Regions from separate parts of the Mus musculus genome. Here region 2 is linked to region 1. Evidence: chromatin contacts called from public HiChIP or PLAC-seq data. All regions are on one chromosome and are shown on one strand. Each heading gives the region's core, a stretch centred on a gene start, on an enhancer-like site or on the middle of the called end of the contact. The rest is flanking DNA. Distances are from core to core; before and after follow the strand shown.

What was found. HiChIP or PLAC-seq counts read pairs in DNA pulled down with a chosen protein or histone mark.
Region 2: a contact with region 1 is called in a FOXA1 HiChIP or PLAC-seq map of pancreatic cancer cells. The contact joins two enhancer-like sites.

The regions. Positions count from the first base shown.
Region 1 is chr11:67,817,424-67,823,086 of GRCm38.p6, forward strand. It overlaps Gm40032 (a long non-coding RNA gene), which reads right to left. Exons shown (of 3, transcript XR_879959.2): 3 at 459-552. Among named protein-coding and RNA genes, the nearest start is that of Dhrs7c, 22 kb to the left of the region's middle. Within about 2 kb of position 2,503, at least 20 of the 459 cell types and tissues checked have an H3K27ac peak or open chromatin away from gene starts, as enhancers often do. A contact at or near this core is called in pancreatic cancer cells, where this site is marked.
Region 2 is chr11:68,455,582-68,461,134 of GRCm38.p6, forward strand. All of the region lies in intron 1 of Pik3r5 (phosphoinositide-3-kinase regulatory subunit 5), which reads left to right. Among named protein-coding and RNA genes, the nearest start is that of Pik3r5, 26 kb to the left of the region's middle. Within about 2 kb of position 2,745, at least 70 of the 459 cell types and tissues checked have an H3K27ac peak or open chromatin away from gene starts, as enhancers often do. A contact at or near this core is called in pancreatic cancer cells, where this site is marked.

The DNA of each region.
Region 1 (5,663 bases), core at 1,253-3,752:
ACACTGGCTGGAGTTATCACAGAGAAAGGAGCTTCAGTTGGGGAAATGCCTCCGTGAGATCCAGCTGTGGGGCATTTTCTCAATTAGTGATCAAGGGGGGAGGGCCCCTTGTGGGTGGGACCATCTCTGGGCTGGTAGTCTTGGGTTCTATAAGAAAGCAAGCTGAGCAAGCCAGGGGAAGCAAGCCAGTAAAGAACATCCCTCCATGGCCTCTGCATCATCTCCTGCTTCCTGACCTGCTTGAGTTCTAGTCCTGACTTCCTTGGTGATGAACAGCAGTATGGAAGTGTAAGCCGAAAGAAACCCTTTCCTCCCCAACTCGCTTCTTGGTCATGATGTTTTGTCCAGGAATAGAAACCCTGACTAAGACTCACTCATACACAGAAAATAAAATAAATCTTTTAAAAAGTAAAAAATGTGGGATAGAGAGAGAGAGTCAAGAATGCTTACCACTCTTGCAAAGGACTTGATTCCCAGGACTCATGCTGGGCAGCTCACAAGAGCCTGTAACTCCAGCTCTGTAGGGTCTGACTCCTCTGGCTCTACAGGCACCTGCACTCACATACACATACCAACATGCAGACAGGAATAGCCACATAATAAAATAAAATTAAAATAGGTCTTTAAAAAGCAATAAGCTATCTAACCTTTTGTGATCACCCAGGAGTCCCAAAACCTGGGATGGTCAAGTCCTCCAGCCTCACAGAAGGGATAATGTGGGGTTTGAATTTAGGAACGTATCAGCAAGTTAACTTTATTTTTGTGGGTTTGATTGTCAAAAGCACTGTGGGAGGTTGGGGAGAGGCCACAGCAGTGGCAGTCAGAATATGAGTGTGGCAGCATGAGGACAGGGAGGATCAGAGACAGAGATAGAGACAGAGACAGAGACAGAGACAGAGACAGAGACAGAGCCTCGGGGCCTATTCAGAGCTTGGCCAGAGTCCCTACCTGTTCCCTTACAGGCTCTGCTTTGTAAACTCCAGGCCAACAGTGTGTTATTATGGCAAGAGAGTCCCAACAGACGATGCTGTCACCTGATCAAATCGAATCAAAGTGAGGAGCAGTGAAGGACGGAGAAAGGAGGTACTACAAGGTGGTTGTGGTATGAAGAACAGAACAATGGTTGGTAAACCCACATCCATCTAGCTTTAGGATATCGATGTGCGCTTTAGATTTAAACTGAGGGTGAGTGAAGCAGAAGGGCAGAGGTTTGCATAACTAAAGAGTCCTGGCTAGGTGTGTCTGGTTGATCATTGTATCTGTTCTGTTTCTGGGGGGGGGGGCGGGTGAAAGAAGCCTTTCTTGCTTAAGGGGACATGCCAGCTCCCATAAAGTTCCTGCTTGAGGGTAATCTCATGATAAGGTGTCTTACCCATAAGGCTCTACTCTTCCTGTGATCCATGGTGACTTGCAAGTTTGGCCAATGTTGAGAGAGACCTGTGAATACCATTTAGGGTCTGGAATAGGACATTATGAGAGCTGACTGCTGGGTAAACTAACATCTGTGCCTTCTGTCTTGAAGAGGGGTGAGACTGGTTAGGTGTCACCAGTTTTTATATGGACATTCCTTGAGGGACTGACATGCCTGCACACTGAGTTAACCCGAAGTCTGACCCGAAGTTTTCAAACAAAGGAGATGGATGTGAAAGCAAGGCATAGATGCCAGGTGTCTGTCCTGCTTTTGTTATCTTGCAAGCCTGAGTGAGGAGTCAACTAGGACCTGCTGTAATGGGGACAAAGGCCCAGCCTTTGGGTGACTGAGGAAGGAAAGGCTGTCACTAGAAGCATGCATGTGGTCACTGAGGGTTGCATTCTGGCAAAGCAAGGACTCTGGAGTAGGGAAAGGCCACTAGGATTCCACTAAAACAAGCCAGGGAGATCAGCTCTAAGGAAAAAGGACCCTTCTGTGTATGTGAGTTTGCTCTACCATCCCCTGCTAGCTGGCCAAGGGTTTTCTTAAATTGAGGGATCCCAGAGCCTTGGGGGGGGGGGTGGACCTAATAGAAATGATAGGTGGATATCCCAAGCAACCCATAAGTCAAATTTGCCGTCTCCCTCAGGATGCAACGTGTGGCTCTGGGATGTCACTCTGCCACCCTGCCATGGTGGGGCATCTCACTAGCATAGTAAATGAAAGTCTCCAACCTTTATATTGATACACAGAATGAAACAAATAAATGAAATGTTAACAAGGTAGAAACAAAGAGGGGGGGGTGGAAACAGATATGCTATGCAATAAGAGTGGTGACCACCAAGTGGCACTGTTGCTCCAAACACATTTTGCCAACACCTTCCTAGAAATTCCACAAAGCAGCAAGAGTCCATGCACCGTATTCACAATGTCTTGTACAATCGTAAGAAGGATCCCATGAAGGTCTCCTCTCTGCTAGGCTCCCTGGAAAGACTTGCATTCCGTGTCACAGATGGGAAAAGTGAGGGTGTCCATGCTCTGCTGCCTGCTGCTGCTGCTGCTGCTGTGCTGCTCAGGGGAAAACGAGGGTGGCCTGGAGTGACTTAACCCCGAGGACACAGAGTGACTGGATGGTATAAAGGACCTAGGTAGCAGTAGCTGTCCCAGATCCCAGACTGGTTATTCTAAGACGCAGAAGAGATTAAAACACCTCTCAGCTCCATGCTGTGAAAGACAAAGGTGATTAGTTTCTTGTCTTTGCTTCCTGCCCCAAAATTGAAAAGAAAAAAAATCTTTTAAAGTGGACTAAGTAGAAAAGCATAAAGAAACAGATAAATCTATCACAATTCCCAACCATTTTTAGCACATGTGCCCTTCCCTGGGAAGATTAGAACCCTCACTGAGGCACCACCTAAACCCCCAGGTTCCTGCTCCAGGACAGGGCTGTGAGGGGACCTCACAAATTCACGATGGCCAGGCTCAAACAGTCGCTATTTGCCTTACCAGATCCTTTGTTGGCTGCATCTCAGTGTCCCCAGGAGATGGCAGCAGTGGGCTCCCCTGGCTATTGACTATTGATGGGGCTCTGCCTCTGGAGATTGCCTGGCAGGAGAAAATGAGGCCAGGGCTCTTAACTTCCTCAGACTTCCATCGGGTTGCTGTGGTTGCCTGGACAGGTGGGCAGCAGATGTACCCTTAGGCTATACTATGGCTAGACAACTCCTCCCCTCATCCCTGGAGTTCAGGGAGGTTAACGGGTCTTGCTGTTGTTAACCCCAAGGGTGTTTCATAGCCCCTTGCCGGTTTCTGTTAACTCTAGCCACACTGCTTGACTAGTTTCTGCCTTATAATTTCCTAGGTTACCTCATTGCCTCAGAAACAGACCTCTGGCAATGTCTATGAGGATGTCTCTAGAGACTCTAGGGAAGACCCACCCTGAATATGAGTAGCACCATTCCATGGGCTAGGGTCCCAGAAGGGGAGAGTGAGCAGAGCACCAGCAGTCTCCTCTCTGTCCCCACAGCATGGTGAGCCAGATCTGCATAGGAGGAGGGGCTCCCAGGACGTCAGCACCAGCAAAGTGTATAATGCCCAGTCAAGGCTGCCCACTGCCAGCTCTGCCTGGGACTACAGTCAAGATGGTCTTTAACTCAGGATCTCTCACAGGAGTGAATCAAAGGTTGTTGAAGATATACCATGAGCCAATCTGAGTAGACCTTGGGCCATCCTGGTTGTCCATGGCTTCTTGCAGTCACTGTCATTCTGCATGCTGAGACAACTGTGTGAATGCTTAGGAAGTCAATTGTGACTTGGGCAGAGGGAGGGACATGACAGGCAGCAAGAACCCAACCTAGACATTTATTTCCTCAAGTAACTCAAAAGTTTTGTTTTGGGGCTGGAGAGATGGCTCAGTGTTTAAGAGCACTGGCTGTTGTTCCAGAGGTCCTAAGTTCAATTCCTAGAAACTACATGGTGGCTCACAACCATCTGTAACGGGATCTGATACCCTCTTCTGGTGTGTCTGAAGACAGCTACAATTTACTCATGTACATAAAATAAATAAATATTTTTTTAGGAAAGTTTTATTTTAAGCATTTAGATTTAGTGTATCAAATATCCCTCTACCCCACTATCACCCAGGTGGCATGCTTCATTGCCACCCTCGTCCCGTTGTTGGGATAAGAGGACAGCAGTGGCACCAGGGCTATTATGTCCTATCTGCTTAGAAGTAGGGTTGGTCAGCCATCTGATGGCTAATGGCTTAAGCCTGGTCCACATGCCATCTGTAGGCCAGGAGTTACGGGACAGCACTGTCTAAACAGGAACAGAGCAGTGTAGCATCCTTCCCCCAGAGCAAGCCATCTCCTACACTAGCCACACTCTCAGCTTCAGCAATGGCAGATGGCTCGCATGCATGCCAAGAGCATTCAAACTCACTTCGCCAGCCTCACACCGTTGTTGTATCTCTTCAGCCTTTGCAGCCAGAATTGCAAGAGAGGCTACGTGCCTGGAGGAATCCCTCTGCCAACAGGGGGGCAGATTGGCAGGCAGTGCCCCACCCTCTTATGCTTTGAAGACACATGCCCTATAACTACGATGCTTTCCTAAAGAAATGGATAGCTTTCGCCTTCCAGACACAGCAATTCTTTTTTATACATGTGTTGTTCCCTAGAGGAGCCAAAGAACGAGCACATAGGAAAGATTAAAGATTCATTTCCTGCCCGACTTGAATCTTCATCACCTCATGCAACGTTCTCAAGTCTCCAAATCACCTATTGGTTCTATTGTTACAAGAAACACACATACACACACTATGTGTATGTACATATATATCATCAAGGAGGGTAGGTAGCTTAGGCAAAGTTGTGTAGCTGATCAATTGAAAAGCCTGCTGAATGGAGATGACCAGATGGATCATTCAAGTTCCAAGAGCAATAATATATGCTAGAAGTGGTTGAGACTTCTAGTTGCAGTATCAGGCCAGCCATCCTTTTCCCAGTGTGTCTACAATAGTACTTGGGAAGCCATGGGGTGCAAAGGTAAGGAATGTCCCTTAGGAAGCTATGGCTGAGAGTCTCTTTGACTAGCCAGTGATCTATAGACATAAAGGAGGCCTTTCTAAAAGTTATCTTTTTACTTTTAAAAACTATTTTATTTTATGTGTTGGGGTGTTTTACCTGCATATATGTCTGTGCACCATGAGCGTGCTTAGTGTCCACAGAGACCAGAAGGGACATTGGAGCTCCTGGAACTGGAGTTATAGACAATTTTGAGCTGCCATCTGGGTGCTGGGAATGTACCAGGGACCTCTGGAAGAGCAGCCATCTCTCCAGATAAAGGGGAACGTTTGATGCAGTTGAGGCTCTCACACATGCCAACTGCATTCCCTCTCACCTTGCCAGTACCCACTTTACTGCCTGGGACTCTCTCTAGAACAAGGAAGTTCTTTCTGCCATTGCAGGTATGGTCCAAAACTCTAAGTATTCATGTCCCTGGGAGACAAGCCAGGAATCTGTGGGCAGGGCCCCAACCTTTTACACCTCAGAGGCTTACTCTATAGTTTCTCATGGAGTCTGCAACAGGTTTGAGCACGGTTTAATAGCGCTCCTGATTGGCTTCTTTTCTTACTTCTCTCTCACTCTCAGGTGCCTGCTTGCTTCAGGCCACCATCCTGATAGCCACCACTTCTGGTCCTTGTCCCAAGCTCTGCCTTCAAGGAAACTCCAACTAAGACTAAAGATGTTTTGGATGG
Region 2 (5,553 bases), core at 1,495-3,994, 640 kb after region 1:
ACAAGCTTAAAGATGCTTGCTCTCCACTCTTACTCAAGTTCATACTAGAAGTCTTAGCTAATGCAAAAACCATGAAAAGGAAACGTGGCATCTAGAGGAAGGGAAGGAAGTCACGGCACTGGTATCATTTGTAGATGAGAGTATTGTCTATATGGATCATAAAGAATAAATAGCAATATCAAAATGTCTTGACCAAACAGATAGTTATAGCAAGGTTGGAGGACTGATGATCTATAAAAGTCATTTGCATCTCTATATAGATCAGTAATGAGTGTTAGAATTTGAAGTTAAAGAAAACCTTGGTACCATCTCCCTGGACATCAGAGATGAAGTAGTTATGTAGAATCTAATCTGTAATGGAATACTTAGTGGATCAAGAGCTGTAAGTGGAAACCCCAATGAAACCAGTGAAAGAAATCTGAGAAAATATAAACAAATGGAGAAGTACTGCAGGCCCATGGATCGGAGACCTCACTATGGTTAGGGCGTCCATTGATTTGTGCCATCAGTGCAATCCAAACAAACATATGAAGCTACTTTGCAGCTACGGACCAATTTATTCTAAAGTTTACATGGAAAGGAAAGGGACCTAAAGTAGAGAACACAGTATTGAGGGAGATCAAAGTCAGAGGGCTGCCGCTGGGGACTTCAGGGCACAGCATTGTGCTATGGCATATTGAGGAGAAATGGACAAATGGGTCAGAAGAGCAGAAGAGAGAGCCCAGAATCAGATCCACACAAGTATGCAATCAACTCATCCCTGACAATGGAAACAAGGCAATAGAGTGGAGACAGGAAGTCTTTTCAACAAATGATGCTACAGATATGTAGCATACACAAACATTTCACATGGAAAAAATTATTAGGGGTTGGAGAGAGGACTCAGTGGTCAAGAGCACTTGATGCTTTTCCAGAGGACCCAAGTTCAGTTCCCAGCACCCACGCCAGGATGTTCAGGACAGTCTGTAACTCCAGCTCTGGGGAGTCTGACCCCCTCCTCTGGCCTCTGAGGTACTTGCACACACACAGCTTGCTTCTCTCTGTCCCTCTTTCCCTCTGTCCCTCTGTCTCCCATCTCTCTCCCCGCCTCTCACACACACATACACCAGATAAAGAATTATGCAAAAATGATTCTAACTGAATCATAACCCTAAAAGTAAAGTCAAAGCAACATAGAGAATAAAAATTCTAGCTAACACAGAAGCAAATCCAGATGACTTTGGATCTGTTCGTGAGTGTTTATCTTGTTTTATAGGGCATTTATTTTGAGGCACGATTACAGAGGTACAGAGGAAAAGGAGCTGTAGCCACAGCTCAAGTCTTCCATGGGCCATTGAAGCAGCCTCTGGGAGTGGGATACTGCAGGCCGAAAAGAATGCTGTCTTTCAACAGAATCCACCAACAAACACCCTCTCCATCTTTCTCTAGGGCATCTGAGTCTTTATGGACTCAGAAAAGTCTCCTCCTCCTATCCTAGCTGTCCTAGCTCCATCTCTGTTTCTGTCTGTGCCAAAATACACTGACCAAAAGAAACTTAGGGAAGAACTGGCTCATAATTCCAGATTACAGTCCATCTCCTCGGTCTCATCTAGTTCTCTCCTGTCTTATCTAGCTCAAAACCCCCAAGGACATGCCTTGAGGCCAACCTAATCTAGGCAGTCCCTCAGTTGAGTCTCTCTTTTAGAAGATTCTGGGTTGTGGCTACTTAGAATTCAATCTGGTTAGTGACAGTTATCATAGCCACATACCAGTTACCAAACTTCATGTCAGGTCAAACTTGTGGTCCAGGCACCCAGTTGTCAGCGATGGCAGTGGTGGTATTCATTACCCACTGCTTGCCCTAACTTTGCCAGATCTCCATCAAATACTACAGTGGGAAACTGGTAGTACCAATCTTACAGCTCGTGGGGTACCCATCCATTAACTAGAGGTAGAGCTTGGTCTCAGTGGTGGTGATGGCAGCATTGACACATTTGTGGATAAACTACTTATGATATGACAGGCAACAGACTGTGTGTTTAACACAGCGAGGGTCACATTTCACCATCTGACTAGCTGGCTCAAACCAGGTGTAGGTGGTCTTGGCTAGGAAGGCACTCATGGCAGGTTTTCCCAGAAAAGGTCACAGAGGCCCGTGTGGCCAGCAGGAAGGGGATCCAGGGTCGGTGTGGCACCAGGTCTGGTCTGGGATTCTGTCAGAATCTGTCTGAAGAAAGATACCACCTTCCTAATGAAGCCATTGAGGTTAGTAGAGGTTGGTGTTCATATATACAATGCAAGCAACCACTCATACAAATAAAAACGAAATCTTTAAAGAGATCTTTAAAAGAATTGTTTATTTTTTTACAAAAGGAAAAAATAAAGAATTAAAAAAGATATCAACTGGAATCCCACGGGAACCCATCCTGGCAGGGGCATCGGGAAGTTTAGCGTTGTCCACTAATTCTCAACATGGTGGTTGCTCTCTTAGTGTGGGGAGGAGGCAAAGGGAGAGAGCCAAGAATAGGTTCTGTTTTCATGTTCTGGTCTTTAGGGTGGCTCTTAGGAAGTTTGGGTTCTGACCTGAACCTTTTTCTTTGGCCTTTAGCTGAGGGAAAAAAAGGAGGAAGCTGGTCTTCCAGGCATCGTGCCCTCACTGTGGGTGTCCAGAATTGACTTAATCAACATCTCTGCAGACTGAGTCACCGGGGTGTTGTAGTCGATGTGATTTCCCCTCAGGCCTGAGGAATATCCCCTATTGCTCATATACTCTCGGGGACATATTGGGGTGGAGCTTTGGTTTGTATGCTTATTGTTCAAGGAGACTCAGTCCAGGCCCCATGCCCAGTCATGGAATCAGAACCATTAACACGGTCGACAGGCTCCCGTGGCCAGAAATGGAACCAGACAATTGTAATGTAGTCGCTGGGGAAGCAGAGAGGCTGTGGATAATGTGGATAATGGCCTTGTAACCAGCCGGGGGGTCAAAAGACCTACCTTAAAACAATAAGCTGAAAGAGTCAGTAGGGTAGCTGAGTGGGAAGTGACACTTGTCACCAAACCTGAGACCCCAAGTTCAACCCGGGAACTCACATGGTGCAGGGAGAGAAGTGACTGTTGTTAGTTGTCCTCTGATCTCACATGCACGGTGGTAGATGCACACACACACACACACACAAATGTATTTTTAAAAAAGATATGGCTGAGAGATGATTCAGCAGCTGGGAGCTCTGGCCACCCTTTTGGAGGACTTTGGTTCAGTTCTAAGGACCCACATGACAGCTCACAACCATCTGTAACTCCATCTCCGAGAGATGTGATGCCCTCTTCTGGCCTCCTCTGGCACCAGGCACAAGTGGTCCAGAGACACATATGCAGACAAAACACCCAGATACAAAAATAAACATGACAACTAAATGAGGGTATTAACGAGAAGAGTTCAAGACAGAAGAGTGCAAATTGCATGGTGATGTCAGGAGTTTGGTACCAGCCTGGAGGGAAGGGGCTGGATCTCCTGGGGTCTCGTGAACTGTGTCAGAGATTGAACTGTGTCCCAGGGGAGTAAAAAGCACAAGAAAAAATGTAAGGGGGCAGGGAGCAATCCCTTGATTCCTATACAGTTCTGCTGGTTTGGGGATTCCCTGGGGTTTGAAGCGTCAGCCTGTAAACATTCCCTTATGCCCATTCCTAGAACACATTCTCTGTTAGCTTGCAGGTGACCGCCCTCTTGATTTATTTCTCCACTCATTCATTTCGTCTGTTTTAAAACTTCTTGCAAGTGGAGTCAAAAAAGCACCTGCCGTTATTTTATTTCTTCACACACCATGTTTTGGGGTTGCATCCATGTCATTACATGTATTCATAACCCCCTCTTCTCTGTAGGCTCAGTAATGATACATTGTATCATAATAATACATTATGTACCAGCAATCATCCTTCTGTTGATAGATCAGGGTGGTGCGGGTGGGAGATAATTTTGAATCAAACTTTCTATGAACAAGTATTGCACAAGTCTCTTGTCAACATAAGGTTTCACTTCTTTTGTGGGGAGGAACACACTAATTAGGTCAAAGGCTAGGCGATTGTTTAATTTTGTGAAATTGCCAAACTGTGTTTTTCAACTTTGTACCGTTTCACAACCCCATAAACAATGTGTGATTGTTCTGTATCCTCATCAACTTGGTATTGTTATTCTAGTGTCAGATTGCTTCATTGTGGTTTTAAATCTGCATTTTCTGATGACTAACTATTCCGACAATATTTTAATGTGTTTATTGCCCGCTTGTATATCTTTTACTAAGCATTTGTTCACTTCTGGGATAGGAATCATTTTCTCTCTCTTTTCTCTGTCTCTCTGTCTCTCTCTGTCTCTGTCTCTCTGTCTCTGTCTCTCTCTCTCTGTCTCTGTCTCTCTGTCTCTCTGTCTCTCTGTCTCTCTGTCTCTCTCTCTCTCTCTCTGTGGTATGTGGTGTGTGGTATGTGGTATGTATATGTGTGTGTAATGGTGTCTTCTAGTTTCTGGCTTGTTTTTAGCTTACTTTATAATCTCTTTCAAAGACTAGAAGTTGAAAAAAATTATAAACTCAGTCTTGTCAACTTTTAAATTATTCACTTTATTTTACATGTGTGTTCTCCTGCATGTAATGTAGGTGCACTGTATGTGTGCCTGGTGTTCGGAGGACAAAAGAAGGCATCAATTCCCTGAAACTGGAGTTGAGTTATGAATCACCTGATGTGGGTGCTAGGAACCTAACCCAGGTCCTCTGTGAGGGCAGCAAGAGTTGTATAAGCCATCTCTCCAGCCTGCCCCCTTCTTAGTGCTCCCCACACCTCTCCTCTTCCCACTTCTTAGTGCTCCCCACACCTCTCCTCTTCCTTGCTTTCTACTGGGTCCATGGATACAAAAATCAGATCTTTTGCTAAGTCCATCAGACTCCTTGTCACTCTATCCTTGTCTCTGTCGTTATCAATAGGTGATAATATTATCAAAGTTCAAACTTGTGTTTTTTCCTGCTCTGTCCTCTATTCTGTTGTTGAGTCTACACATTGAGGGGTTTTTGTTTGGTTTTTTGATACAGGATCTCTCTATGTAGCCCTGAGCTGTCCTAGAACTCACAGAGCTCTGTCTGCTTTTTTTGTCTCAAGTGCTGGAATTAAAGGTGTGTGCCACAATGCCTGAATGAATTTTTATTTATTTATTTTAGTTCTCATTTGTAACATACTCATTTAGTAATACTCTCATCTCCCTTTTCTTTGCTTACCCTTCTTCCTCCCTCCCTCCCTCCCTCCCTCCCTCCCTCCCTCCCTCCCTCCCTCCCTCCCCCTCCCTCCCTCCCTCCCTCCCTCCCTCCCCCTCCCTCCCTCCCTCCCTCCCTCCCTCCCTCCCTCCCTCCCTCCCTTCCTTTCCTTCCTTCCTTCCTTCCTTCCTTCCTTCCTTCCTTCCTTCCTTCCTTTGTGCTTAGGGAGTTTATAATTGCCCAGTGAAGCACTTCCCCTGGATGCTTTAAATTTTTTGACATCTCTCTGATGTCTAGTAGTGACATCTATTGACTTTTTAAAAGATCTCTTTCATAT